Linked DNA regions of Hordeum vulgare: region 1 is linked to region 2. A link is a contact called in public Hi-C data. All regions are on one chromosome and are shown on one strand. Each heading gives the region's core, a stretch centred on a gene start, on an enhancer-like site or on the middle of the called end of the contact. The rest is flanking DNA. Distances are from core to core; before and after follow the strand shown.

The links. Hi-C and Micro-C count contacts between places; a contact is called where the count stands out from the background.
Region 1: a Hi-C map of seedling shows a contact between it and region 2, with 1.9 times the contacts expected there. The contact joins the promoter of LOC123398932 here to the enhancer-like site in region 2. A contact is called at or near these places in 2 of 6 Hi-C or Micro-C datasets (leaf and seedling).

What each region holds. Positions count from the first base shown.
Region 1 is chr5H:263,269,256-263,272,650 of MorexV3_pseudomolecules_assembly, forward strand. LOC123398932 (actin-3-like) reads right to left here and starts at 1,629. Exons shown (of 5, transcript XM_045093373.1): 1 at 1,442-1,629; 2 at 781-854; 3 at 311-704; 4 at 1-228. The coding sequence starts at 840.
Region 2 is chr5H:263,071,996-263,075,494 of MorexV3_pseudomolecules_assembly, forward strand. No RefSeq gene overlaps it. Among protein-coding and RNA genes, the nearest start is that of LOC123396584, 170 kb to the left of the region's middle. Within about 2 kb of position 1,451, at least 3 of the 3 cell types and tissues checked have open chromatin away from gene starts, as enhancers often do. A contact at or near this core is called in leaf and seedling, where this site is marked.

The DNA.
Region 1 (3,395 bases), core at 379-2,878, 200 kb after region 2:
CTTGTTCATAGTCAAGAGCCACATATGCGAGCTTCTCCTTAATATCCCTTACAATTTCCCGTTCGGCAGTCGTGGTGAAGGAGTAACCTCTCTCCGTAAGAATCTTCATCAAACAGTCAGTTAGGTCACGCCCAGCGAGGTCAAGACGAAGGATGGCATGTGGAAGGGCATATCCTTCATAGATTGGCACAGTATGGCTGACACCATCACCAGAATCCAACACGATACCTGGAGAAACAACATTTATTCTCAGCTCAGATTGAGGACGAAGCTTACATTTTAGAACGTGCGTGTTTGCAACGACAATTACCTGTTGTGCGTCCACTAGCATATAGGGAAAGCACTGCCTGGATGGCCACATACATGGCTGGAACATTAAAGGTCTCAAACATGATTTGTGTCATCTTCTCCCTGTTAGCCTTGGGGTTCAGGGGTGCCTCAGTCAGCAGTACTGGGTGCTCCTCAGGTGCAACACGGAGCTCATTGTAGAAAGTGTGATGCCAGATCTTCTCCATATCGTCCCAGTTGCTGACGATACCATGCTCGATCGGGTACTTCAAGGTGAGGATACCCCTCTTGGATTGGGCCTCGTCACCAACATATGCATCTTTCTGCCCCATCCCCACCATCACACCAGTGTGGCGGGGGCGCCCAACGATACTTGGGAAGACAGCCCTTGGCGCATCATCCCCTGCAAAACCAGCCTGTGGAGAATACAGACCACAGTCAGCACCATGAAGGCTGGACTGAGGCGAATTGACCAAAAGGAGCAATACAAACCTTGACCATGCCAGTTCCATTGTCGCAGACAAGGGGCTGGATGTCCTCACCGTCAGCCATTTGATTAAGTGACTCTGTTGCATAAATTTTGACAGGAAAGCTATTATTGCCAGATACCAACCAACAAAATCACACGAACAGAAGAAAATTCACCATGAGAAATCACAATGTTACTACGTTGCAGCAACAATGTTAGCACCTACGACATCATCTGAGTTGTAAATGTTGTAACTCTGCTTTTTCTTTTCTCCCATTTTATAGTAGTGAGCAAATCAAAGGCTATACACAACATATATGACTTGGAAAATACGTAAGCAAATCAACCGATGGTCCAATCATACACTCTGATCCAAAACCACACAAGAACACCCACATGCAGTTTCTTGGCTGTTATAACTCTACTAGGACTCAATCTAAGCGCACATCACAAACCATCAGTTCCAGGTTCTGACTGTTGCACTCCGGGGCAGGAAAAAAAAAAGGCAAAGCAAGAACAGCACATGCAAGAACCGTACAAACTAGTCGTTTCTCGGGTAATTGATCAGATCTAGCACGCCCCAGCACCGACCGCGCACAAATCGCATGCTTCCGGGCCAAAATTAGCAGGGATAATCTGGAAAAGAAGAAAGGAACTGCTGCGAGGATGGCCGAACGTGCTTACCCGGGGATCTAGGGGAACCTGCCCGCCTGAGGACCTCCCGCCGAGATGAGCGGACACTGCAAAGAGCGGACGAAGAGGATGAGAGGGTGGGTGGCGGCGGTGGCGGCGAACTAGGCAGAGGCAGGAGAACCAAGTGTTAGGCTTGGCCTCGTGCCCTCTTTTATACGCACACATATAGAGTATTTCCTAACCCTCTCTTGATTTTCCTGAGCCAAATATAAAATAAAGTATTTAATTTTATCTGCCAGTTTTCATGAGAAAATAGTAAGAGAAAAATAGGTTTCGGATAAGCGGCAAATTTCCTACCGCATCCTCCAGCACATAGCGAAGCCGTCCGTAAACACAAATGCTGGAGGTCATCATCCAATTATAACTGCATACATTTTAATAACAGTTTGATTTACTAGACAAAATTTGTTCAAACATGACGAAAATTCCGGATTTTAATTACATTTGAAACTGAAAAAAACTACCCCACCCTAAACCTATTCTACGACGGCGGCGTCCGGTGTTCAAAGTTGTGTCGTCCTCCACCCGTCGTCTTCATGAGCACGAGCGATAAGACACGTGAAGTGGAGGTGCAGTCTCCGACGAGGAAGAGTAGAACACTTGAGACGTACCGGCCCTCGTGGAACACAAGGTCCTGTCACCTCCCATGCCATATGCATACTCGGAAGACTACTCGCCCTCTCCGTCGCGTGTGAACATTAGGTCCATGAGGGAAATGATGGTGCTCACATTGTGGTCGTCCCATCGGGTTGCCTAATGGTTTGTTGCTGGTGCGTAGGACGTGCAGCTCGCGTTGTTACGGAATCTACGCCTCAGTTATCACGTGCAACTACACCTATGCGACGGTCGTTTTCGGTCAAGCGACGGCTTAAGCGTGGACGGCATCGTAGATGGCACGCTACTCCGCGACGAAGTTCGGGTTCGCTGCGACCATGGTTGCGAAGGCCTCCTCGCTCACGGGCACGCCGTTGATCTGGCCCAACGCCAGTTGGTGTTGCTGCAGCGCTCGCTCTAAAGCCGACGTAGGCGCCGACGCGGGCTGCCCCTCTGCCATGATGGTGTTGTGCGCGACACCTTAGTGAGTTTCTCGGCACGTGAGCCTTCTTAATGGCGGTATACGAACGGATGGGGCATTGAACGGGTGTGGTATATATTCATCTCATCCCGTCTAGTCACACGTCTCCAGCATTGAACAAGCGTGGACAAGCCGCTCCCCGGTGTGCCTCTTCAATGGCGAAGGCAGTGAGAGATCGCATCCACCCTGAATCGTCTCTAATGTGGAGTGGCGCACTCTACATCGACATGAATGTGGAGAACTGGTGCCGGGAGGGAACACGCACAAGCGAGGGTGAAGGGGTTTAGGCGGGTCAGGTTGGTAAGAAGCGAGCGTGGTCGCGTGTCCAAACTCGTGCAAAGCCCCCACATTTGCCTTTGGTTTGTGAAAGAAAGTACGTACGGACCGCGCTGCAAACCGATACAAAAACCGTATTGGATGACTTCTATGGTCCACACAACACAATCCAAACACATGCGAGAGATTTACTGGTCGGCGTTGAAGATACCTTAATAATCTACTCCCTCCGCCCCATAGTGTAAAAAACGTTTTTATAGTATGGGACGGAGTGAATATGTACCAACGAGTTGCGGAGATCCAACATATCTCCTTGTTTCAATCGCTTCTTTTTTTAATGCAATACAGACGTAAGCGTTCATATACACGCACATATACTCACCTGAGGAACACGCACACACGTATCTTATCCCTATGTACACCTTCAAGAGACTGGCCTGGCATATCATCTTAAAATTTACGAACTCATTGTAGGCACCTCGTCATCGATGCGAATGTCTCCTCTCGCTGAATACGCATCGCCGAAAATCCTGAAATAAATCCAAAAATAAATGCGAGACTGGCCCGGCATATCATCTTGAAATTTACGAACTC
Region 2 (3,499 bases), core at 201-2,700:
TTGTTTCCGATCCGTATTGATTGGTGGATCGTCCGTCCTTGGCCGTTTCCGCGTGGATCCATCCGGCCAGGCTGCAATTTCCCGTGCGTGCCGTTCTGGGCGAGGGCGGGGCAGTGGCGACAGGGACGAGGAGGGAGACTACTTCCACAACACGCCGCGCAAGGACCGGTCCATGGGCCTGCTCAAGCTCGTCACCGCCCTAGCAATCTTCAATGTCGGTGTCGTCATCGGCATCTCCATCAGCACCAATGCATCAAGTAGTACTACTAGTACTAGTTCTTGCGATGGAGGTCAATGCAAGAGAGGAAAAACCATGTTCGGTTTAACCAGATCGAGAAGGACACGGACCCGCTACTTTGTTGCTGTCAAATCGCCTCGCCGACAGGGACGATTCTAGGGGGGACAAGGGGGGCTAGACCCCTTAACAAATTAATTTTTCTACTATAATAATGGTTGTTGTAGCTAATTTTTTTACTTCATATGAACTTTGCCTCCTTCATAAACAAACTTGCCATTTCTATGCTTGCATGTTGGCTTCGTCCCTGCCGGCCGATGCACCTGCTCGTCAAGACAGCCCACCCCGGTTGCCGTGCACCCGCTTCGTCATCCGCCACGCCCGTGCAAGCCACCTACCACAACACCATCCATCTTCCACACAAGAACCATCCATCTGAAGGCACACACTTATCCATCTACTCACAAAGTGAGCACACCGTCCAGTCAGGAGATCGACCAGATCGATTCGATCGAAAATCTGACATCAGCCGGCCCTCGACTGCGCTCGGCCGCTGCACTTGTTCAACCTCGAGCCGGTCCGCCGCGTCGCCCGCCTCGCCTCACCAGCATCGCTTTGTGTTCAAGCTGGTCATCACCTGGAGACGGACTCGCCTCGCTCTAGAGCAATGACTGCATCCGACCTTGCCTGCACCGCCCACCACCGCGCCCGCTGCCACCTAGCGCCTCATGCATGACCCGGTCCTGACGCGAGCCGGCCATGGACACCGTGTGCGCCTTTCCAACTCATGTGCTGAGTTGACCTCGTCTCGAAGTCGCCATCCCACTTGTTGCTCCGCCTCGCCTTTAGTGCATGTCTGCCCCGTCTGCGGTCGGTGCCTTCAGTCACCATCGCAGCACGAGCAGCCGCCTACACCGCACCTCGCCGAGCCGCCGGGCTGCGCTTAGCCTCTGCCGCGAGTTTAGTCATCACCGACGAGCCGCCCTCGCGATCCGCATGTGTTGCTGCTGCACTCCACCTCACCCTACCGCTTTTGCCGCGGTCTTCATGGGTTGCCTCGACTTGGCCGCTTCCGTGGCGGCAGCCCCGTCGCATCCATCAAGCTGCACCACGGCTTCGCCTCAACTTCTCGATGCCGACGAGCCCGCCAACCTGCGCGAGTTGCTGAGGGAGGCCCCACTTCCTCAGAGGGTGCAGCGGAAACCCTCACGTTGTCACCTTCCGTTGCGTCGTCCCCACCCAGGAGCACGTGGGTGCACAAGGGAGAGTCGATGGAAAGTACTGGATAAAGTGCACTTATAATCAACCTGGTCGCCCAAGGGCTAGATCATCAGAAAACAAGGCTGAGATATCCACTGTGATTTTTTGCATCGAAGAACAAAGTCGGCAGTCAAAACATTCATCCGACGAAAAACCGAGGTGATATTTATCTTATCTAGTTTTTGCCATACATATTAATTCATGCGAGAACAATTACTCTGCCCTGTGATATTTTACTACGCAGGACAATTACTCATTACACAAGGAGCGTCATATTGCGAGTACGAAGCTTGTGTCAATCAACGCCACACGTGACTCACTATCCGTGACCAAAAGGGCTTACAATAACGCGGCCAACTCTCACGTCTGCGCGACCAAGATGGCTTATAATGACACGGCCAATTCTTATTACCGCGCAACCAAGACGGATTACAACGCCGCACCGATTCTCGCAGCCGTATCAAATCGTCGGACGGCTCTCGCATTCAACTCGTTGGTGCAGTGCTCGCCTGTACGAGCTGCCCTGCCCAACAGATGCGCGCAAGCCGTCGCCCCAGGTTCCATGTACATCAACCCGTTGGTGTAGTGCTTGCCTATGTGAACCGTCCAATGGATGTACGTGAAACGCCACCCGTGTAGTCCAGTTTACATTAACCCGCCAGTGCAGTGCTCTCATGTACGAGCCGTCCAACAGACGGATGCAAGACGCCGCCCTCGCGACCGGACGATATCAACATATCAGTGCAGTGCTCGCCTGTACGAGCTGCCCAACAGACGCGTGCAAGACGTCGTTCCCACGGTCTATTCTCCATCAACATATCGGTGCGGTGCTCGCCTATACGAGCCGTCCAACAGAAGCATGCAAACCGCCTCTGTGACCCGTCTCCCCCAACACAACGTCACCAAAACACGGACCAGCTCCAACTTGCGTCGGAATGCTCAATGGATAGACACATTAACCAATACTATCTACCTCAACATATCAAAAGAAACAGAAGGGCTTGGCATGAAGGAAACATCCCTGGTGAAGCTACAATTTGAGTCGGCCATCGTTGAGCCGATAATTCAAGTCAAACAACAAAGAAAAGTAAAAGTGGCCCTCGAGGAGCCACGAGAGTCGGACTACCTGAGAATAAAGCATGGGCCAAAAGGCATATACACTCAATTTGGCCATGATATTTGCCAAAGACATGTGATGAACATCACAAAGGTCATCAGCTCACTACGTCATCGACAGTTTGGATAAATCCATCGTTCAACCATCAACCTTATGCTTGTTTATGTCACAATCAAGTATGGGTATTCTGAAGCCGCCTCCTTGAGTCGACTTAAATCTCGGGGGCTACACACGCATGGCTCGACAGATTCAACCGGGCTTAATAATTTAAGAACCCCGGGTCATTACAGGAAAGTTAAGCCGGTCCCGGGGGCCGCTGCCACATTGGCGAAAAGATTTAAAGTCGCCCAAGAGGACGAGCCACCATGATACAACTGTTCAACCATGGGTGCCCTGCCTCATTGGCGGGTGATTTAAAAGCCACCCAAGAGGATGAGCCGCCGCCAAGGAGGTCATTCAAACATGGACGCTATTAGTATCAAAGAGGATGAGCCGCCATGTTGTGATCATTCAAACATTGATGTTGATAAGCCAGAGAGAACCAGTTGCCATGACGCATGGTTCAAACATAGGCGCCAATTTATGATCTTGAAGAATCAAGCCGGCTTACCTGGGGGCTATTAGTACCCAGGTTGTTTAGCAGTAATAGCATTGTCTTCTGCAATCCTATGCTCGACTTTTCCCTGACCATAGGTCACTTGGGGGCTTCCAACTCATTGAGTTCAGCTTTCTTACCCTCTTGTCTTGCGAAAAATTAACGCTTTATAATGGTTATACTAGATTGTATGTCTTTGCGACTCGCCCTATTGGCCCCATGTACTCTTGATGAGTCAATCCATTTTGGACCCTCACTTGCCAATGTTAAAACATCATTGTATGAATTCTTG